Linked DNA regions of Mus musculus: all the other regions are linked to region 1. A link is a contact called in public promoter capture Hi-C data. All regions are on one chromosome and are shown on one strand. Each heading gives the region's core, a stretch centred on a gene start, on an enhancer-like site or on the middle of the called end of the contact. The rest is flanking DNA. Distances are from core to core; before and after follow the strand shown. Region 1 holds the start of Glrx5 (glutaredoxin 5). Region 2 holds the start of Setd3 (SET domain containing 3). Region 3 holds the start of D130020L05Rik (RIKEN cDNA D130020L05 gene).

Region 1 (3,517 bases), core at 825-3,324:
CTGCAAAGTCTTTCCCTTCACCCAGTGAGCACCAAAGCCAATTGGACGGCTGAGAGTAGACGAGACACACAGCTTCCCAGAAGCAAACTGCCAGCATTTATTTATTGGTTTATTTATTTATAACTACTCACAGCAGTGTAAACATGAATAAAAGCTTCCGGGCGCTGGGGCGATTTAACTGACACTCTGCCGTTAAGGACACAAAAGGTTGGCTTTCGGAGCAGCTGTTTTACCTCTGCATTTCTTGTAAACATCTTTGTATGGTACCTGGAATCAGAGGATCTGCAAAATAACAAGATTTTAGTTTGGGGCTTGCCATCAGAAAAAAATAAAAAAACCAGGAATCAATACAATGACAAGGAACCCGCCAGGCGGTTGGTTCCCATCTGTCTTCAGAGCGAGTGGCTCCGGTTTCCCTCTGAGCCACAGCTTAGCACATCCCATGGCTCACTCTGTGTGAACTCTGATTTTTTACATTCACTCCCCGGGTGCAAACAGACCACCTCCGGCAACACGCTTAGTCGCTCGAGGTTTTGTGGCAGTACTTAGTGTCCAACAGAAACCGCTCCGTCTGCTAAACAATATCTTGACTGCCAAGCTTCTCTGACTGTTGGTGGATCGACAATGACACGGCACAGCCATTATCACCGTGGCAACAGTACCCAGGCCCTATCAGAGGAAAATTGCACATGGGCCTGCTGCCTCTCGAGCAGGCATGCCTCAGCTTCCTCTGTTGTCTGCTTTCTCTGCAAGTCTGGTGTGCTCTAGGGTACCGCTAACCCAGCGCAGGGCCAAGACTGCAGATTAGATAGTGGGCTGCGGAGGCCTGCTGGCCAGGATCTGGATCTGCGTACTACCGGCGGGAGAACTGACCACACCCGGGGCTCTGTTCTAGGGGGAAGTCCATGTAAAAAAACGACGCGCCTGCCCACTCTTCTGCACCATCCCCAGCAGATGTGCAAGCAAGCACTCTACCCTGGGGCCATCATCATCTACACCGGAATTCACTAAGAGAATACTCTCTTTTATTACTGTCTGTGTGCATGTGACGGGGTGGAACTCTGGACGTCGCTTACACTAGGAAAACGACTTCCTACTGAGCTACATCCTCACCCTCCGTTTTCCCTCTTAAAAAGGGTCCTGCTGTACGGCCCGGGCTGACTCGGGCTTATTTAGAACTCCTGAGTTCAACTGATCCTCCTGCCTCAGCCTCTTAAGAGGCAAGGCAACGTTGCAGACAATGGCCACAGGGCCCGGCAACCCACCAATTCCCTTGTTCTTTCAATCCTTCCCGACCCCAGTAGTCACCGAGACCCCAAAGCCAGCCGTCCCACGGCTAGAGCACTTTACACGTTTCTACGAGAAGAGCATCATTCTAGAGGCCAGGGAGAGGGCTCAGCGTGCCAAGGGACTTACCCTGCAAGCTAGAGTTCCATCCCCGGACCCTTTATAAAAGTCGTCTTCTGAAGATGCATGCACGCAGATCATACATACACAATACTTATAGTTTTATGCTAAAAAAAAAAAAAACCTCATTCTGGAGGAAGAATCCCACGGGAGGCCGCAGGACACGGCTTGGATGTCCATGTGCATGGCGGGTCGGAGGCTGGAGCCCCGGGCAGACCAGGACACGCCAGGTTCGCGGCTGGCCTCAGCCGGTGAGGCATGGAAGGCCACCTCCTCTCTGGTGCACGCCATCGCAGGACTACCGGCCGCGTTACCGTAGCAATCACCGCAAAAGGAACCGGAAGCTGCGTCTGGACGTGACTCCTTCCCGGCGTGCCGCGGGCGGCAGAAGCCCCGCCTCGCGCCTGCCCTATCATCTTGGCGTATCCGGCCAGGCCTCGAACGCCCGCACGAGGAAAGCCGGCTTCCTCTAGTCACGCCTCTTCATGCCCTTCACCGACGGACGTCCGATTTGTCCAATCAACACGCAAAGCGGTCGTCCTCGCTCACTAGCAAGCCTGTAGGACGCGGCTCCCAGGGAAGGCCCACCCTACGGTGTAAGCGATGTGATTGGTGGAATTGAGCCAGTATTGTCCAATCACGAGACTCATCCCAGAGCTTGTCCAATGAGAGCCTCTGGTGGGCCGGCCGGACACCACGGGCTCTGTAAGCCCTGGAGTGGCCGCAGAGGCGGTGGACAGCGAGCGGGCATGAGCGCGTCCCTGAGCCGGGCGGCGGCGGCTCTGCTGCGCTGGGGGCGAAGCGCTGGTGGCGGTGGCCTGCCCGGAGCCGGCGTGCGGGCGGCGAGCTCGGGCGGCCAGGCGGAGCAGCTGGACGCGCTGGTGAAGAAGGACAAGGTGGTGGTGTTCCTCAAGGGGACGCCCGAGCAGCCCCAGTGCGGCTTCAGCAACGCCGTGGTGCAGATTCTGCGGCTGCACGGTGTTCGCGACTATGCGGCCTACAACGTGCTGGACGACCCGGAGCTGAGGCAAGGTCAGGCCCGTGGGATCCGATTGCGAGGGCGCGGTGAACTTGAGCAGATCCCGAGGAGCAAGGGCCTTCCCTGGTTGTGTAGCCACATGGGCGGAGGGTTCGCCTCGGCCCACCTCGGGGCGAGATGTTTCTGACTGCATAGGAGAGGGGGTAGTCGGCATCATGATCCCCTCTGAGCAGGTCGACTGGGGAGTGGCTGGCTGAGAGGGGGACTCACTGCGAATACCCTTGGGGACAATTTGAGGGCTTGGAAGCCAGCAGCGTACTTGCTAGGTGAGGGACTGATGCTACTACGTATGTAGGGAAGAGGTTTCAGGCTTGCCTGTGTGTGCCTAACGAGGTCAGAGGCTGACTAATAATGTTTAAGGCCCCGAGGGTCAGGGACTGTCTTCTTGCTGGAGAGAAGGTTTCACCATAGTCTAGCCGGACTCACGTTGGGAAAGACACGAAGTTTGTTTTTTAGATACTGTAGCATCAAAGAACAGTGTGTGGAGACTAAGACATGGTAGAGGCTCAGCGGAAAGAGGAAGCCACTAAGAAAACTTCTGACCCCCGACCAGATTAGCAAACTGCGGCCAGGTTGGGCCCAAAGGGCAGAGAGCAGAACAGCTTTTTACTGGCCCCAAGGCAAAGCGACTGCGTCCTGACGTCTAGTTGGAATCCTTTATACACAGTACCAGGCAGGCGCCTTTCTCTCCGTCTTGTGCTTGCTGTGAGCGAGGAAGAGAAAGGCCAGGGATTTGGTTCTGATTCTTGGCAAGAATCGGTCAAGGTGGGCCGGGTAATGGGAAAGCTGCCCCCTCCCCGCACCCTGCTCCTCCTTCAGTGGAATCCGGGGAACCCTGTATTCAAGTAGCCCCCCCCCCCCCATCTTACTGATTTAGTGCTCTGGGTTGGTCACTGTGCTGAGAGGAGACTTGTCTGTGTTAGAATGGAGTATGCAACATTTGCAATTACTGATTATAGTTGTTCGTCGTATGGTCATTCTTCTTGATGAGGCTGGGGCCGTGGAGAGCAGGTTTGGCTTGGAATCATCTGTGGTGGGTCTGCAGCACAGCCTACTGTAATACTACTTCAT
Region 2 (3,484 bases), core at 441-2,940, 3.1 Mb after region 1:
ATCTTCAAGTCCAGCATAGCTCCACTGAGATGTTTGCACAGTGAAAAAGGAGGGAGAAATAGCAACTACTTCCCTCCAAGGGAACTAGAGTTGCATATCCAGATATTAGTAATATCTCAAAAGAGAAAGGAACGCACGGTAAAAAGAAGGTAGGGGCAATAAAGACCAAGGTTGTTTAGAGTCCCAGTAAGATGTTCTTTTTTTCTGTAGCTTTTCAGAACTTGGTTTTGCAAACTGTTTTCTTAAGCCCTAGAAAAACTCCTTCCCAAATGGCTGGAATTCCACCAAAATATCAATCATGGCGCCCCAGAGACCCATCTATAAAGTGAGCCTCTACAGGTAGGAGCCTACATACACACTGTAGGTTCCAGTGAGTCTAGACAAACTTTTTAACTTGGGGAGGAAATGTCCTTTTATACTGCTGTATTTTAAGGGTGCGTTCACTTAAAACTCCCCAAGACTATCACTGTTTAAAACTCATTTTAAAAACACCCTCAGCATCGCCTTTGAAAGGGAAATGGGAACAGTATCACATATGAAAAACCCACACTTTCAGTGTCCAAGTCTGGTTTTAGTTTTTGTGTGTTTTTTGAAAGGGTCTCCCTATGTAGCTCTGGCAGGCCTGAAACTCCGGATTCCCTGCCTCAGCCTTCCTGGATGCAGTTCTGTTACATCTATCAGTAAAACCTCAATCTTCTAAGGGTCTGCAAAGGCAAGATGGCTGTCAACATCCTGTTCAAATGTGTTTACTTCGGTAACAACACCGTTTTCGTTTAGAAATGGATTACAGCATGTCCCGAGTCATCTTTACGCGTGCACCCCTCCAGAAACGCACCAACGTCCTCTCCCGACACGACGCGGAGGGGGTGAGGCCCCTCGGCAGCCAGTGGCGCACGTCACTAATCAGCTCCTTCTCCAAGAGTGGCAGGCGGGGAGAAGAGGCAGAGTCGCATGCCCAGGCTGCAGCCGCAAGAAGGAAGAGTTGAAAATCGGAATGGCAAACTCCGAGAGCACGGACCGCTTCTCTCTCGCAGCGCGCTCGTCGCGTGTGGACCTCGGCCAGGGGCGCGTGGGAAGAAACCTGACCTATTTTCTACGCCCGCCTTTGCGAGCGGGCAGTGGAGGACAAGGCGCGGGGGCCGGGCTCCCCGTGGGCAACAGAGAGCTGCAGAGGGGCCTCGGCCCCAAGCCGCGTGCGCCTGCCACCGGAGGAAGGAAACCAAGGCTGCAGCCCGCCGCACGCAGTCCCAGCGCCCCGCGCGCACTCCGGGCCCCGGCCGTACCCGAGGGCGGCGCCCAGGCCGCGCCCAGGCCGCGCCCTGAACCTGCCGCCTGCCCCCGTCCCGGTGGAAGAGGGAAGCTGCAGACGCTCGCCAGTCCCCTCAGGGACCGGGCCTGCCGGGCCTCGGAGCCCACAGCCTCCCAGGCCCTGAGAACTCGGTCGCGGCCGAGCACCGGACCTCGGAGTCCGCACGCTCGGCCTCACCTCCTTAAGGAGCGGTGGAACCCCGTCCCCTCAGCCCGCGGGCCGCACGCGGGTGCTTGCCGTCCGCACTCACCTGCCCGCTTCGTCTTCGCGCAGCGGCGGCGCCACACTCCGGCCGGGACCCCACCGTCCGCCTCAACCAACCCCCAGGCGGCGGCGGCGGCGGTGGCGGCGGCGGCCGGACGGGAGGGGCTGGACGGCAGCCAGAGACAGCCCCGCCGCCTAGGCCCAACCCGGCTCCGCCCGCCCCTGGGCCCCGCCCACGGGCCGCCGCCGCCGTTCATTGGCCCGCACCTAACACGCCTCGGCGCGGCTCCGCCCCGCCGCCCATCCGCCCGCCAGCCAGGGTGCTGATCAGCCATTGGACATCAGCAACCGGGGCGGAGCCGTATCCGAAGACTCGATTGGTTAGATCTCGCGCTGTGATTGAACGACGGGAGCCCTGGCTCCGCCTCCGGGCCGAAGTTCCGTTAACAGGTTCGGTTGCTCCCGAACTCCCTTTCGCCAAGGGGGTGGGGCGATGGGAGGGTGTGTGCGAGTGTTTCCCCTCCCCCTACGGGCCGCAGTCCACAAGGCCGCAGGGTAGGCGGAGCGGCGACTGTTGACTTGTTACTTTTTTTCTTTTTTTTAGCTTTACTTTCTTCTAATTGGTTGACAGGCACCTGACTTTCGCCGCCCCCTCCGGCCGCTTCTTAACGTCCCGAGACGCAGGGAAATGACGTAGTTCCCCGACATTCCACCTCCAAGATGGCTGCTGTCAGGAAGGAGAGACGTCGCTGAGGGTTTTGCCTGAGGCGAGGGGTGAGTATCTAGCTGGCCGCGGGCAGCGCCGCCCACCGTCTGCGCTCCTGGTGGTCCGAGGAGGGTATTTTCCAGCTGCCTGGGTTCTACGGAAGAGTCCGGCTTCCCGGATTCCACCGCCCTCCTTGGAATCCCTGATGCACGTTGAAATTAGCAGGCGACGCGGGGTTGGCGGCGAGGGAGCTTCGGGACAGGGTCGGGTCCTCTGGGGTGCGCCGCTAATGCCTGGAACTGGAAGCTGACCTCGCAGAGGAAAGTGGTTGCGGTTTGGGGGATTCCTAGCCGAGGAATAAAAGGGTGGCGGGGCTTACACGCACAGACCCTGCCTCAGACCGACCCGGTCACCCACGGCTTGTGGATCCCTCTGTTAAGTAGGATTGAGGCTTTGGAAAGTGTTCCGTGACTCTTGAACCACGGAACTCAGGTAGGACCAGGAATGAAAAGGGACTTCCTCGATAAGACTCGTTCTTACCCAGACGTCATCCTCTCCTGAGTGCTTGTTTGCCTCGGTGTTAGGGGAACTGATCTTTATTAAGTTGAGAAATAACATGTATATGTTAATCTGAAAACGTTTAAGCAGTTTAACCTGCCTAATGTATTCTTGGTGGTGTTCTTAACTTTGGACTACCAATAAAACACAGCTTTCCATAAGTCACTCAGTGTTTAAAATCAGTTATCACAGACTGGCTGTCTTCCTACGTAACCCTGGCTGGTGTGTAGCTCTCTCTGTAAACTAGGCTGGCCTCCAGCGCAAAGATATCTTCCTGCCTCTGCCTCCAGAATGCTGGACTTAAAATTAAAAAGTCATGTGCCATGAGTCTTAGCTAAAGACTGGCCTTTTAGGTTTTAAAGACAAACCTCACACAGGTGGTATCTTGATATATGTTGTTTAAAGAATAATTGGCCAGCATTTTGCAGTTGTGGGTGTCTTTAACTTTTTTTTTATGAGTGATTCCATGAAAGTGTAGTGATTTCAAGCCTCAATACCTAGAACATTATATGGCACTTAGTAAACTATTGCTGAATGAATGATAATAGTTGAGAAATAGTAATGTTGATAAACATTTTGATTAAAATTGTTAGTGTCAGTTGGGTGGTAGTGGTGGCTCACATCTTTAATTAGAACACTTGGGGTCAGGGGCATGCAGATCTGTCTGAATTGAAGGCCATCCTGGTATACAGATCAAGTTCCAGAAC
Region 3 (3,541 bases), core at 679-3,178, 4.0 Mb before region 1:
CTTTTGTTGTATAGCCCTGGGTGTCCTGGAACTTTGTAGACAGGCTGGCTTCAAACTCAGAAATCCGCCTGCCTCTGCCTCCCAAGTGCTGGGATTAAAAGCGTGCGCCACCACCACCCAGAAAGTCTACATGCTTATCCTGTCTAAAGGCCTTTGTAAAACTGGCTGGCTGTGGTAGTTCACTGCAGTAATCCAACACTCAGGGGCTCAGGTAGGAGAATCGCTTTGAGTTGCAGACCAGCCATAGCTAGATAATGGCTCCAAAACAAAACAGGTTGGATGTAGTAGTACACCTATGATCCCAGGCATTGGGAAGATAGGGACAAGAGGATCGTGAACTTCCATATTTTGGGCTACACACAATGTTTGATTCTAGTCTGGTACTACAGGAGACTCTTTCCAAAAAACCAGAAGGATCTTTGCATAATCAAATAAAGCACACTGGTGTGAGTATGGTTACATGTATTAGTTCTGAAATTCAAGCTTACATCTAGTTAAATCTCACAATTACATTGGGTCTTAGAGGCAGTTCAGTGGTAGAGCACTGCCTAGCATGCTCAAGTCCCTGTGTGGATTCCATTCCCAGTTAGCCCATCCTCACAATAAGCTTAACCCTGAAACCCACACTTCCACTTTACTGTAAGGAAAGTTTCCACATGTACAAACATGCAGAGGTGATTACGTGACTGTCACAAACACATTTAACTTGTATATTAGCAGCCAAATAAGAACCCAGCTCTGAAAATATACCTGTTGTAATCAGAAAAAAATTTTCAGACCAAGTCTTACTATGTAACTGCAGCTGATCTAGGACTCTATGTAGACCCAGGCTGGCCTCCAAGTCACCAGAAACTGCCTGCCTTTCATGTTAGAAAGTAACTTTTTACCAGTGGTAACTTATTTGGGGTAATCTTTATAATTATACTCCAAGTTAACCATTCTTCAATTCAAATCAATGTTTCTACAGTCTTCAACCACAGACAGGAAAATCTTGGTTTTTGTGGAATGAGTTCTGAGTCTAGTCCAAAAAAGAGGGGAAAAAAAAAAATCTTTGAAATAAATTTGCAATATTTCAGACATGAAACAGCTACAAATAGTTCTCAACTGTAAAACTGCAAATTAATGCAACAAGGTAACTATACTTCTGCTCCAAAAACAATTTGAAGTTTTGGCCAATATGTATTTTCTTCCAAGAGTGAAATTCAGAGAATGCAAACCCTTAAGAAAGGAATATTTTAAAACGTGAAACCGTTATTTCAAACAACCTTATCTTTGAACACTGAAGACTGTTTCAATAGACTTGAGGTGAAAGCAGAAGGACTTGTTCAAGTGTTAAAAGATACCTCTCCCCACCAGCCAACTCAACCAACTAAGGACCATACGCTTAAACAATCAGAAAAGCTTGCAATAAAATGTTCCAAAGGTTCACGAGTTCCCACAGAAGACCTACAAAGTCTTTCTTTCTTAGCCAGGTGTGGCAGCACTTTAATCCCAGCACTGGAGAGGCAGAGGAAGGCAAGCTTTGAGTTCAAGGCTAGCCTGGTCTATAGAGCAAGCTCCAGGATAGTTGGGCTACATACTGAAACCCTGTCTCAAAATACAAAACAATAACAACAATAATAATCATCTCCCTTTCTTGTGAAAAAGACAACCAACCCCGGTCAAGACATGTGTGTCCTCGAAAGCCAAAGCAGCATTTTCTCTGTCTGGTGGAACTGCCAGATTTATAGACCTTATTGCAGACCCTAAAATCTGAAAGATATGGTGGAAAAGGTTTAAAACAACAACAATCCCACCAGAACAGAACTTTCTCAAAGTGTGCAACAGCTATGAACTTTACGAGCGCCAAGCAAGGTTTTATGCCTGCTTTACAGATTGGTGAACTAAGGGGTGTGTGTGTGTGGGGGGGGGGGGAGCAGATCGTTTCCGTTAAATGCCTTTCTCAAGGTCACGACGGTGCAAAAACCACCGGGGAAAGAGGATCTCAGGTCTCCGACCTTTCTGCACTGGAAAGGCAGCACGGCGCAACGTGCTCCGCTCTGCTCGAAATCCCAACGCCACAAGGTTTTCGGGTTAAGGATGGACACCCCGAATGCTCTCCACCGAGCTCCACCGGACTTGGGTACCCCGTGGCGTTCCCGTCCGCACTCCCGCCGTCCCAGTCCGAGCGCCACTGCTCTGAGAGGGGCCAGTGAGGGTCACTTACCGTCGCTCTCCGCCCTGACGAGCAGGGACATGCCCTTCAGCCTCTCCACGTAGCCGGAGGACACATGGCCAGTACCCCGGTCGTCCCACTGCCGGTCCTCGTTGAGCGTGTAGACCTTCACCCGCCGTCGGGTGTCGGTCATCGTGCCGGCCGGGGGCCCCGCCCGAGTGGCCCAGGGACAGTGTCCAGAAAAGGCGGGCGGCCGCAAACGGGGAACTCCGGGACCTCAGTGCCACCGCTGGCCGCCGCGGAGCTGCGCCGCCGCTCGCATGGCCCGCTCCCGGGTCCGAGCCCCGGGCCGCCGCCTTCTCTCGTCTCCTTCTCCCCGGCGCTATTGTCCAGGCCGAGCGAGCGCGGCCGCCCAGCAGCCCCGACAGGGAACGCGCAGCACTACGCAGCCTACCGGCCCGCCGTTCCAACGAGGTGCGGCTCGGTTCACAGACCCGCTCCGGCCTCCACCATGACCTCCGCAGAGCCGCTTTCCCGCGCCGCCGCCTCCTCAGGCCGCCGCCGCCATGTTTTCCTCCCTTGTACCTGGCCCAGCCGCTGCAGCAGGAAGCCCCGCTCCGCTCCTCCCGCTTAAAGCATCCGAAGCCGGTGAGGTAGCACTTCCCGGGAGACTCCGAACGCCTCTGGCCACCCGAGAACCCCTGGCTCTTCTTAGAAGCCGCCTTCCCTACTCCGCCGCCTCTTCCGTCTTCCTCACAGAGCCAAAGCCGCCGCCATCTTGGCTCGCCCCTCAAAAGCGGCGCGCGGGGCCACCTAGGCAGTAGCGGCAGGGGCGGCCCGCAAGCCCCACCACTTAAAGCGACAAGACGGGAGCCGGCAGCTTCGCTCCGGCCGAGGCCTTGCACCGAGGCGGGCGCGGAGCTGCGGGGGTGGCGGGAGCGGAGGAGGCGGGACGCGAGTCGCGCCGGTGACGGACCGGGACTCCCTCGCGCTGCCCTGCGCGTACTGTCGTGCAAGCGCGGGCTGCGTGTGCGTCCGTCGCACTTTGAATTCGTCATCACCTCGGCTCCGGGCGGGGAAGGGGTGTGGAGTCTGTTGGCGGCTTCTGGAGCCAGACTGGACTCTGATCCCGGAGCTCGTCCTTTCCCGTGCGAGCCTTCTCCGGACGCTTTAGGGAGGACCTTTGCAGTCGGCCCTGGGGGCGCGGGCTGCTGGCGTCCTCCTCGTCCTCCCCCCGCCCTCCTCCTCCTCCTCCTCTTCTTCCCTTGGCCTGAAATAGAGAAGTTTCTGAGAGAGGACCGTTTGGACCGCGAGGTTGGCGGGATGCAGTGAGGCACGCAATGGCCGGGCAAGTCTAAAACCCTCGACGCGGTGTTCACGCGTGGC

The links. Promoter capture Hi-C pulls out the DNA fragments that hold promoters and counts their contacts. Capture Hi-C pulls out chosen DNA fragments and counts their contacts.
Region 2: a promoter capture Hi-C map of liver shows a contact between it and region 1, with 2.7 times the contacts expected there. The contact joins the promoter of Setd3 here to the promoter of Glrx5 in region 1. A contact is called at or near these places in 1 of 39 promoter capture datasets (pre-B cells) and 1 of 9 other capture datasets (liver).
Region 3: a promoter capture Hi-C map of liver shows a contact between it and region 1, with 3 times the contacts expected there. The contact joins the promoter of D130020L05Rik here to the promoter of Glrx5 in region 1.

Annotation. Positions count from the first base shown.
Region 1 is chr12:105,030,544-105,034,060 of GRCm38.p6, forward strand. Glrx5 (glutaredoxin 5) reads left to right here and starts at 2,075. Exons shown (of 2, transcript NM_028419.3): 1 at 2,075-2,439. The coding sequence starts at 2,157. It overlaps Snhg10 (small nucleolar RNA host gene 10), which reads right to left and starts at 1,736. Exons shown (of 2, transcript NR_003145.3): 1 at 1,417-1,736; 2 at 74-282. It overlaps Gm46374 (a long non-coding RNA gene), which reads right to left. Exons shown (of 3, transcript XR_003950254.1): 2 at 3,316-3,517; 3 at 2,435-3,149. Mir3069 (microRNA 3069) reads right to left here and starts at 598; the gene lies at 534-598. It also overlaps Scarna13.
Region 2 is chr12:108,177,594-108,181,077 of GRCm38.p6, forward strand. Setd3 (SET domain containing 3) reads right to left here and starts at 1,691. Exons shown (of 13, transcript NM_028262.3): 1 at 1,560-1,691. Ccnk (cyclin K) reads left to right here and starts at 2,145. Exons shown (of 12, transcript NM_009832.2): 1 at 2,145-2,287.
Region 3 is chr12:101,080,523-101,084,063 of GRCm38.p6, forward strand. It overlaps D130020L05Rik (RIKEN cDNA D130020L05 gene), which reads left to right and starts at 1,929. Exons shown (of 2, transcript NR_038050.1): 1 at 1,929-3,541. It overlaps Ppp4r3a (protein phosphatase 4 regulatory subunit 3A), which reads right to left and starts at 3,180. Exons shown (of 15, transcript NM_211355.2): 1 at 2,207-3,180. The coding sequence starts at 2,348.